Regions from separate parts of the Sus scrofa genome. Here region 1 is linked to region 2. A link is a contact called in public HiChIP or PLAC-seq data. All regions are on one chromosome and are shown on one strand. The core of a region is the stretch at or near the end of the contact, and the rest is flanking DNA. Distances in the headings are between cores, read along the strand shown.

Region 1 (3,704 bases), core at 1,138-3,637, 180 kb before region 2:
ATACTGGAGGAGAAGACAGTGGAACCAGGGCAGGAGTATTTTACAGATTTTACATCACACAAGCAACCTACTTCGCTGCTCTCCTACTCAGAAAGTCAACAGGAATTTCCTGTTTCTTTTATCCACCAAAGGGAAACCTCAGGTACAGGGCTGGCGGTCCTCAGTGCACATCACCTGCCCCTTGCGCATGAGAACAGTCAACACCACACTGTGAACTTATCATAGAATAGATTTATTTACCTGAAACCATGTCTGTGCAATACTTTTTACCAGCACAGAAATAAACTGATCTCTATTTACAGTCTAAAGTCAAACATGCGTTGTGATAAATTGACGTTTAGCATTTTATTAATATAAATGCATCACAATATTCGTATTGCACCAACATCTGTCTACTGCTTTTGATTTCATTAAATAAGTTACATTTAATACAGTGCAAAATAGCTGTTTGCACACTCAAAAAATAACTGAAGTTATGAGCTAGAAGCCTACATTTTAACCAACACCTGTAGTGTTTTCAATAAATTTATAAATAAGCAAACTGTACAGGGCCAATTAAAAAGTAGCATGTTTCAATGACATCATAGAGAAATCTGGCTACTTACAACTTGAAGGCATGCATTACAATTGAATATTGTACATTTATTTAAGCTATGACATTTTGCACAGAGAAACATGGATACTTGGCTGATGGCTTCTAAGTTCTTGGGTAAGGTTTCAGAACCTCATTCTTCTTGCAGCAAAGAAACCAAACTTCTCTGGAGAGGATTTCTGATCCATTAAGCTAAATTGTACATTTGTAATTATTATTTTGATTTAAAAGCTAAAAAACCCCACTGGTAATACACGTTTCCTCCACGTAACACACAATGAATTGGGGACTTTTTTCTAATTTTCTTTTACCCCCAACATCAATCATGCAGAGGGCTGGTAGATGTGTTGCTAAAAACGCACATGCACGCAACCGAACACCCTTATATTTCTGCAAAATGGTTTAGGAAGCGGTTACTCCAGTATTGCTGAAAAGGAAAGAGAGAGGAAATCACCTTTATGAAATACAAGAAGGAAATGTTAGAATAACTATTTAAGATTAATAGTGACAGATGAAAAGGAATATTCAGTTTGATTTTTTAAGAGTAAGACCAGCATTTCTGATTAACTGTCCCTGAGCTGCTGCCCACGCAGGGTAGCATCTTGAAGCACTGGCTCGGCCACACAGACCCCCATACTGACTAGCTCACAGAGCAAAGGTCACCCCTGGCTCACAGGAATTTAATCATTTTCAGGTGTAACAGAAGCTGAGCAGGAAGAGTTTTGGGTGAGCAGTGCAGAGGATAAGGAAGGCAAAGCAGTGAGCAGCGTAGTAATCAGCGCCAAGCCTCCAGCGCCCTCCCGTTCCTTCCCTGGGGCCCAGCCCTGCTCAATCCTAGAAGAGGAGCTGTTTGTCACCATTCTCTTTCAGGAAAGAAGGCTGCAGATTACCCTCACTGTTCACCGCAGGCTGGTGGTTCTGACTGAATGTGGTGCGGACACAGTGGGCTCGGCAGACACTGAGCTAATGCTCGTGGTCTCGGCTATCCCTGAGGTCTGCCCCGGTAGGTCTGAGCATGGCACCACTCCATCCAGTTACTGATGGAGACAAAAGTCGAGAGGCTGACAGTGCCTTCCTGCAGGCACCCGCCACTCCCGATAAGACAGAGCAGCATAACTGCTAAGGAGATGCCAGTGCAGACATGTTTTTCTGTGGCAAAGCCTGGAGCAGAACAAAGGGATCCTGCTCAGGGCGGCACTGCGTCTTCCCCACTCCCAGCTGTCTGGGTTGAGGGAAGTGGGCATCCAAACTGCCTCTGTGGGCTGGACAGGCTGAAAAACCACAAGGCAACAACCTCCCGGGGCCACCTGGGGCTGTGCATGGCTCCTCGAGCAGCCCGTCCCACTCAACTTTGTAAAAGCCAATAAATCAAAGAACTGAGTCAGGAAAAAGTCGAACATTTGGTTAGTCTGGGATTGAACTGCACTCCACCCAACAAGCTCAGACGTCCTGTTTTGGTTTGCAGCCCAGACACTCCTTGCATTTGATCTACCCAACCTGTTTCTGTCTATACCTCATAATGCTAACTAACACTGGCAAAACCTACCCCTACATTTTTCTGCCAAGCAAAACAGCCTCCCCCATCCTCTGAGAGGCCTCAGTGAGCCAAGCCCGGACTCTGCATTAAGAATCCGTTTCCATGTGCCTCTTCTATCCTCTTAAACAGGAACCTTGCCCCAGACTCCCAGCATTTCTGGCTGGCCCGGTAACCCGAGAACCTTCATGTGAACACTCGGGGCTTCATTCACGGAGGAGCTGCCAGCCTGAATACAAGCAGCTGCCTGGGCCCTCTTGCTCCCTAACTACTAGGCTGGTTGTTTGCTGGCTGAGCAGAACAATGGCCCAGTAACTGTGCTTTAAATGTACCCTGGAGAGAAAAAACAAGTCTCAGCCACAAAGGATATGACCTAGAAGGTGAAAAGAGGCAGCCTATTTAAGAGGAATGAATGGAGGCCTGAGTTTCCTGGTTCAGTTAATTGCTTTCACTTGCCTTTTGCTTTTTAATGAACCAGCTAACAAGATTCTGGAATGAGTCCTTTAAGCTAACAAAGTTAAAGGGAACCATGACAAGTTTTTGTGACTCCATACCTCAGCACTTGTGAAGGCACTTGTCGTCTGACCAAAGCAGGAGTTTCTCTTCCCCCAGGCCCTTGCCTGACACCTGGCTGTGCCACTGTCCTATGCAGTGTGTGGTGTCTATAGTGGCTCACCCAGCAAGGTTGTGCCCTTGCTGCTCTCAGGGTGCCCGACACAAGGGGCTTATTCGTTAGTGTTCGTATAGCCAGGTCACTTAGTGGCAGTCACCTTTAGGCTAAAGCATCCAAATTCCAGGGGATACTCACGTTAGTTGATGGATGTTGGAAGGCATTGGAGGAAAACACCACAGTTAGGACTGTTAATGACTTATACACTGTTGGTAAGACTGATCTCGAACATGCACAAACATTTATCATAGTAATGATGGTGGTGGTTAGTGCCACATTCAAATAAAAATAGTTCTATACAATATGTTCATTTGGTCATGTGCTATTTACAGATTTTACAAAACACACACACACACACACACACGCACACACACTTGCCCTTATGTCCTCTACATAGGCTTTAAAAACAGGCCAGCAGAAACTTGCATAAAATGTATCACAGATGACAACTGGTGCCTATACATTAAAAATAAAATCCCTACAGCTCCCTATGCAGCAGAACAGGATCCTTCTTCCCCTCAAGCACAATAAAACTAAAATTTCTGAGCTAAGAACTTAAGAGAAAGTTGGACATATTAGTTCAAACTAAGCCACATAAGAGTTAAAAACAAGACAGTTATTTTTCTCTGTCCATTTAAAATGTTTATTTTCCTTTTTAAACTAGATTGTGAAGTGCCACTGAAATAGGCAATGTTGGCAAAACAATGTCTGTTACAATAAAATACATTAGACATTTAAATAAATAACCTTAAAAACTACATGAGGGGACACGAACCCAGTTGATTGAATCTGGAACAATGTTTTCTGCACAAGCGAGAACAGGCATACCTCTTGTTAAGACTGATGTAAACAGAACCATCAAAACCCTACAGGAGAAGCAGCCGAGCAGGGCGGGGGTGGAGGATGGG
Region 2 (3,658 bases), core at 937-3,436:
AGAAATTATAATTAAAAGAACAATCCATTCCAAAAAAGCCCATCACCAAAAAAAACCTAATAGGCGGTAGATTTTATTGTCAATAATAAATACTCAATAAACTTTATTTAAATTAACCCATAATCCTGTGTTATAATAACTTATCTGGGCAAAAATTCACAAATAATTTTAGTTATAACAATGATTAAAGATCCTAATAGCTGAAAGATTTTACTGTGAATAAACTTTGAGTATTTAAAATTAAATTTACTCATAATTATTTTATAATAACTTATCTGAGCAAAAATTCACAAATAATTTCAGTTATAACAATCATTAATGCAGTATAACAGGGTCACAGAAGCAGTTCAAAGAATTGTTGAGATCACAGGCTTTAGAGTCAGGAAAACAATTTCAAATCCTGGCTCCACTGCTTTAAATGACCTTGGGGAAGTTTTCAAGGAAGATCTACAAAATGTACTAAAGTTCTACAAAGATGTTATAAAAAGTAAAAATGTCTATAAACCATGATTGGGAGAGAATGAAGAGACAAAAATAGCTGTTGTGTTGGGCAGATAAGGTCATGAGTCAATTCCTTGAGCTTTCTTAAATATTAAAAAAATTTTAAATATTTTAAAGGAACTCTGTCATAGGAGATAAGCAACAAATCCTTGGAACATTAAGGAAAAAGCTTTTAATAGTGCACCATAGCAGTTCAATCAAGCAAATTTGTCATCAAAGTGAACTATAAAGATTGCCACTGTGCAGGAAGACCCATTATAGCAGCTATTACTAATCATTTGGACCGATACATATTTGTAATCTAAATTTGCCATTTAGGAAAGAGCAGCCATCATTTTAGATGTTGAGATCATAAGATTAATGCTTTAACAGTGCTAGCTTCTGGCTTCAAGGCCAGTTTTATAGACTTGGCTTATTTGTGATCAAAATGGAATCTGACATATCTTCTATTTCCTTTTACCCATTTAATATGTTTCAGAACCTTTAACAGTAATGATCAATATCTGGGTTAGCTTTTTAAAAGAACAAGGCAGTTTTCCCCCCCTAAGTATGTAACCATTTACAAATGCTTTTCAGGCCTATCTGGAACTCAAAAGTATTACTGGATTCCAGACATCATTCTGGATATTTACATGGAAACAAGAATATTTTCTAACTCGTTATTTGCAATGAAATTATGTTCACGTAATTAGCTGCGAAGACTTTAAAAGACAACCATATAATAAGTACTTTATACTGTTAAGAACCACAAAGAGCTATGTTTTAAAACACTATTCTCCCTTTTATAGAAAAGGAAACCTATAGAGAAATTAATATAACTTACCAAAGTTCAGAAAGTTAGAAAAACTGGGTTAGAATGAGTATTTTTCTCTTCAAAACCTGTTAGTCCACTCTCCATGCTATTTTCCACTTGTTAATTAAAGCACATCTTTGTCAGTTATTTCATCAAATGATTTTTTTTCTATAGCTGCACCCATGGCATATGTAAGTTCCCAGGCCGGGGACTGCATCTGTGCCGCAGCCGTGACCTAGGCCAGAGCTGTGGCCAACGCCAGAACCTTTAGCCCACTTTCACCAGGCTGAGGATCAAACCTGCGCCTTCACATGGACCAGAGGCACTGCAGTAAGATTCTTAACCCACTAAGCCACAGCGGGAACTTCAATCAAATGGTTTTTAAACACAGAAAACTACAGAAATAGGCCCAAGAGAGTTAGGTGTGAGATGAGGTAACACAAACTGTTTAAGAGTGGAATGAATATGCCCCAATTTCTTTTGCCAATTTATCAGTCTCTATTCTGTCTAAACTCAGACTTGCAAAAAACCTGAAAAGGCCATCTTTTCAAGGCAACTCCATGTCATAAATCATTTGGACTCCCTGAGGATTGGTCTCAGAGTTGTTACTTGCTTTTAAGGGAGAAAAAAGATTTCAAAGCAACTTCTGTTTTCTGCTAAAATATTAGTCTTTTTCAAATCACCCATCATGACTAGTGCAACATAAAAATATAGACATACAAATACTATTCTAACCTTTTCCAACCTGTTAGTACTACGTTTTCAATTTTAAATTAGAAAATCTCACCAAGCTAAGCATAAACAATGTAATTACCTACATATGGTAGCATATAGTTAACTGCTGACTCTCTTGAGAGAGTCTATAATAAGCAACATGATACATGCTAGCAGAAATCTTTCTTAATAGAAACTCGTGGCAAAGGAACATCCATCTGCGAAACACAGTTAATCATACCATCCAAGGTCTCTGTGCTTCTATTATAAATCAAATCACCACCACACAACTGTTACAATATCTCTAATGAATTTTTCAACTGCTGTCCAAGCCAGTTAACTCTCAAAAAATTTTCTATGAAAAATTTTCAAGTTTGGAGTTAAAATTGTGGCATTACCTAGACTGCATATATGCCATACTTCTATTACAGTGAATTGAGCCAAATGTATTTGATTCTGTTTTGTTCCATCTCCTGGGAAATTTTAGGGGCCTCAGGTCCTGCTATGAACTCTAGAGAGTGTAATGTGATTTGAAAGGTTCTAAAAATATCACAGGTTTGCCTGGGCTCACTTAGAAGGGTGGATGATTCAATTACAAGTGTCAAAATTTGATTCCTAATTTTTCAGGATCTGACAGCTGCAGCAAATCTTGCCAGGATTTCCTTATCTTCATTGCTTCCCTTTGAAGTATTTAAAGAAGATTTCATAATCTTTGCAATTTGGCTCTAGGATTTCTGTCAGTAGCTGTAGAATGAATTGGTTGGCTCTTTCTAAAGCTGTTTATACACATTACTTGATCAAGCACATTTTAAAAGTAGCCATTAACTGCTAAACAGCTGAGCTTCTTGTAATGGTTAGGAAAGAAAACACAACGAACTTTAAACCCATACACCATAAACCAGGAGTGACCTTTCAATGCATGAATTGCTAATGGAATCTTAACCAGAGGTTCACTCACTATAAAAAAGTCCAGACGCACAAGGCATGCATTTATTTGAGAAGGGTACTGGCACTGCATCACTAGGGTTGATTTTTTATTTCGAATTTCAAGATTCAGAGATATCAAGGTGACGAAGATTGTAAAGATCAGTAGCTATGTGGCACTACTACAAGAAGTACAGCCTCTTTGCTCTTCTATAAGTGAGACAAAGTCATCAAGCTCAAATTATTGCCTATGAAAGGGTAAAAATCATATTTACCAAAAGAATCAACTAGGGGCTACTATATTAAATGGTAAATTTAAGTATTTAAAAATAACTATACAACAAAATAAACTATGGTTAGGATGAATATTTACTTTTTTTTTTTTTGGCTTTTTAGGGCCGCAGTCACAGCATATGGAGGTTCCCAGGTTAGGGGTCAAATCAAAGCTACAGCTTCCAGCCTGCACCACAGCCACAGCAACAAGGGATCTGAGCCGCCTCTGTGACCTACACCACAGCTCACGGCAATGCCAGATCCTTAATCCACTGAACGAGGCCTGGGACTGAACCCTCATTCTCATGGATGCTACTAGGGTTTGTTAACCACTGAGCCACAAAGGGAACTCCCACATATAATTTTTTTTTATCAAGTGAAGTGCCAAGACATTTTAAAAATTTTATTTATTTATTTTTGGCTGTACCCGTGGCATGCAGAAGTTCCCAGGCC

Evidence for each region. HiChIP or PLAC-seq counts read pairs in DNA pulled down with a chosen protein or histone mark.
Region 1: an H3K27ac HiChIP or PLAC-seq map of skeletal muscle shows a contact between it and region 2, with 3 times the contacts expected there. The contact joins two enhancer-like sites. A contact is called at or near these places in 1 of 47 Hi-C or Micro-C datasets (heart right ventricle) and 1 of 2 datasets of contacts at active chromatin or transcription factors (skeletal muscle).

Annotation. Positions count from the first base shown.
Region 1 is chr14:31,741,489-31,745,192 of Sscrofa11.1, reverse strand. ATP2A2 (ATPase sarcoplasmic/endoplasmic reticulum Ca2+ transporting 2) reads right to left here. Exons shown (of 20, transcript NM_213865.1): 20 at 3,428-3,704. It overlaps ANAPC7 (anaphase-promoting complex subunit 7), which reads left to right. Exons shown (of 14, transcript XM_021072834.1): 14 at 1-464. Among named protein-coding and RNA genes, the nearest start is that of ANAPC7, 46 kb to the left of the region's middle. Within about 2 kb of position 2,387, at least 16 of the 83 cell types and tissues checked have an H3K27ac peak or open chromatin away from gene starts, as enhancers often do. A contact at or near this core is called in skeletal muscle, where this site is marked.
Region 2 is chr14:31,556,964-31,560,621 of Sscrofa11.1, reverse strand. All of the region lies in intron 12 of IFT81 (intraflagellar transport protein 81 homolog), which reads right to left. Among named protein-coding and RNA genes, the nearest start is that of P2RX7, 82 kb to the right of the region's middle. Within about 2 kb of position 2,186, at least 8 of the 83 cell types and tissues checked have an H3K27ac peak or open chromatin away from gene starts, as enhancers often do. A contact at or near this core is called in skeletal muscle, where this site is marked.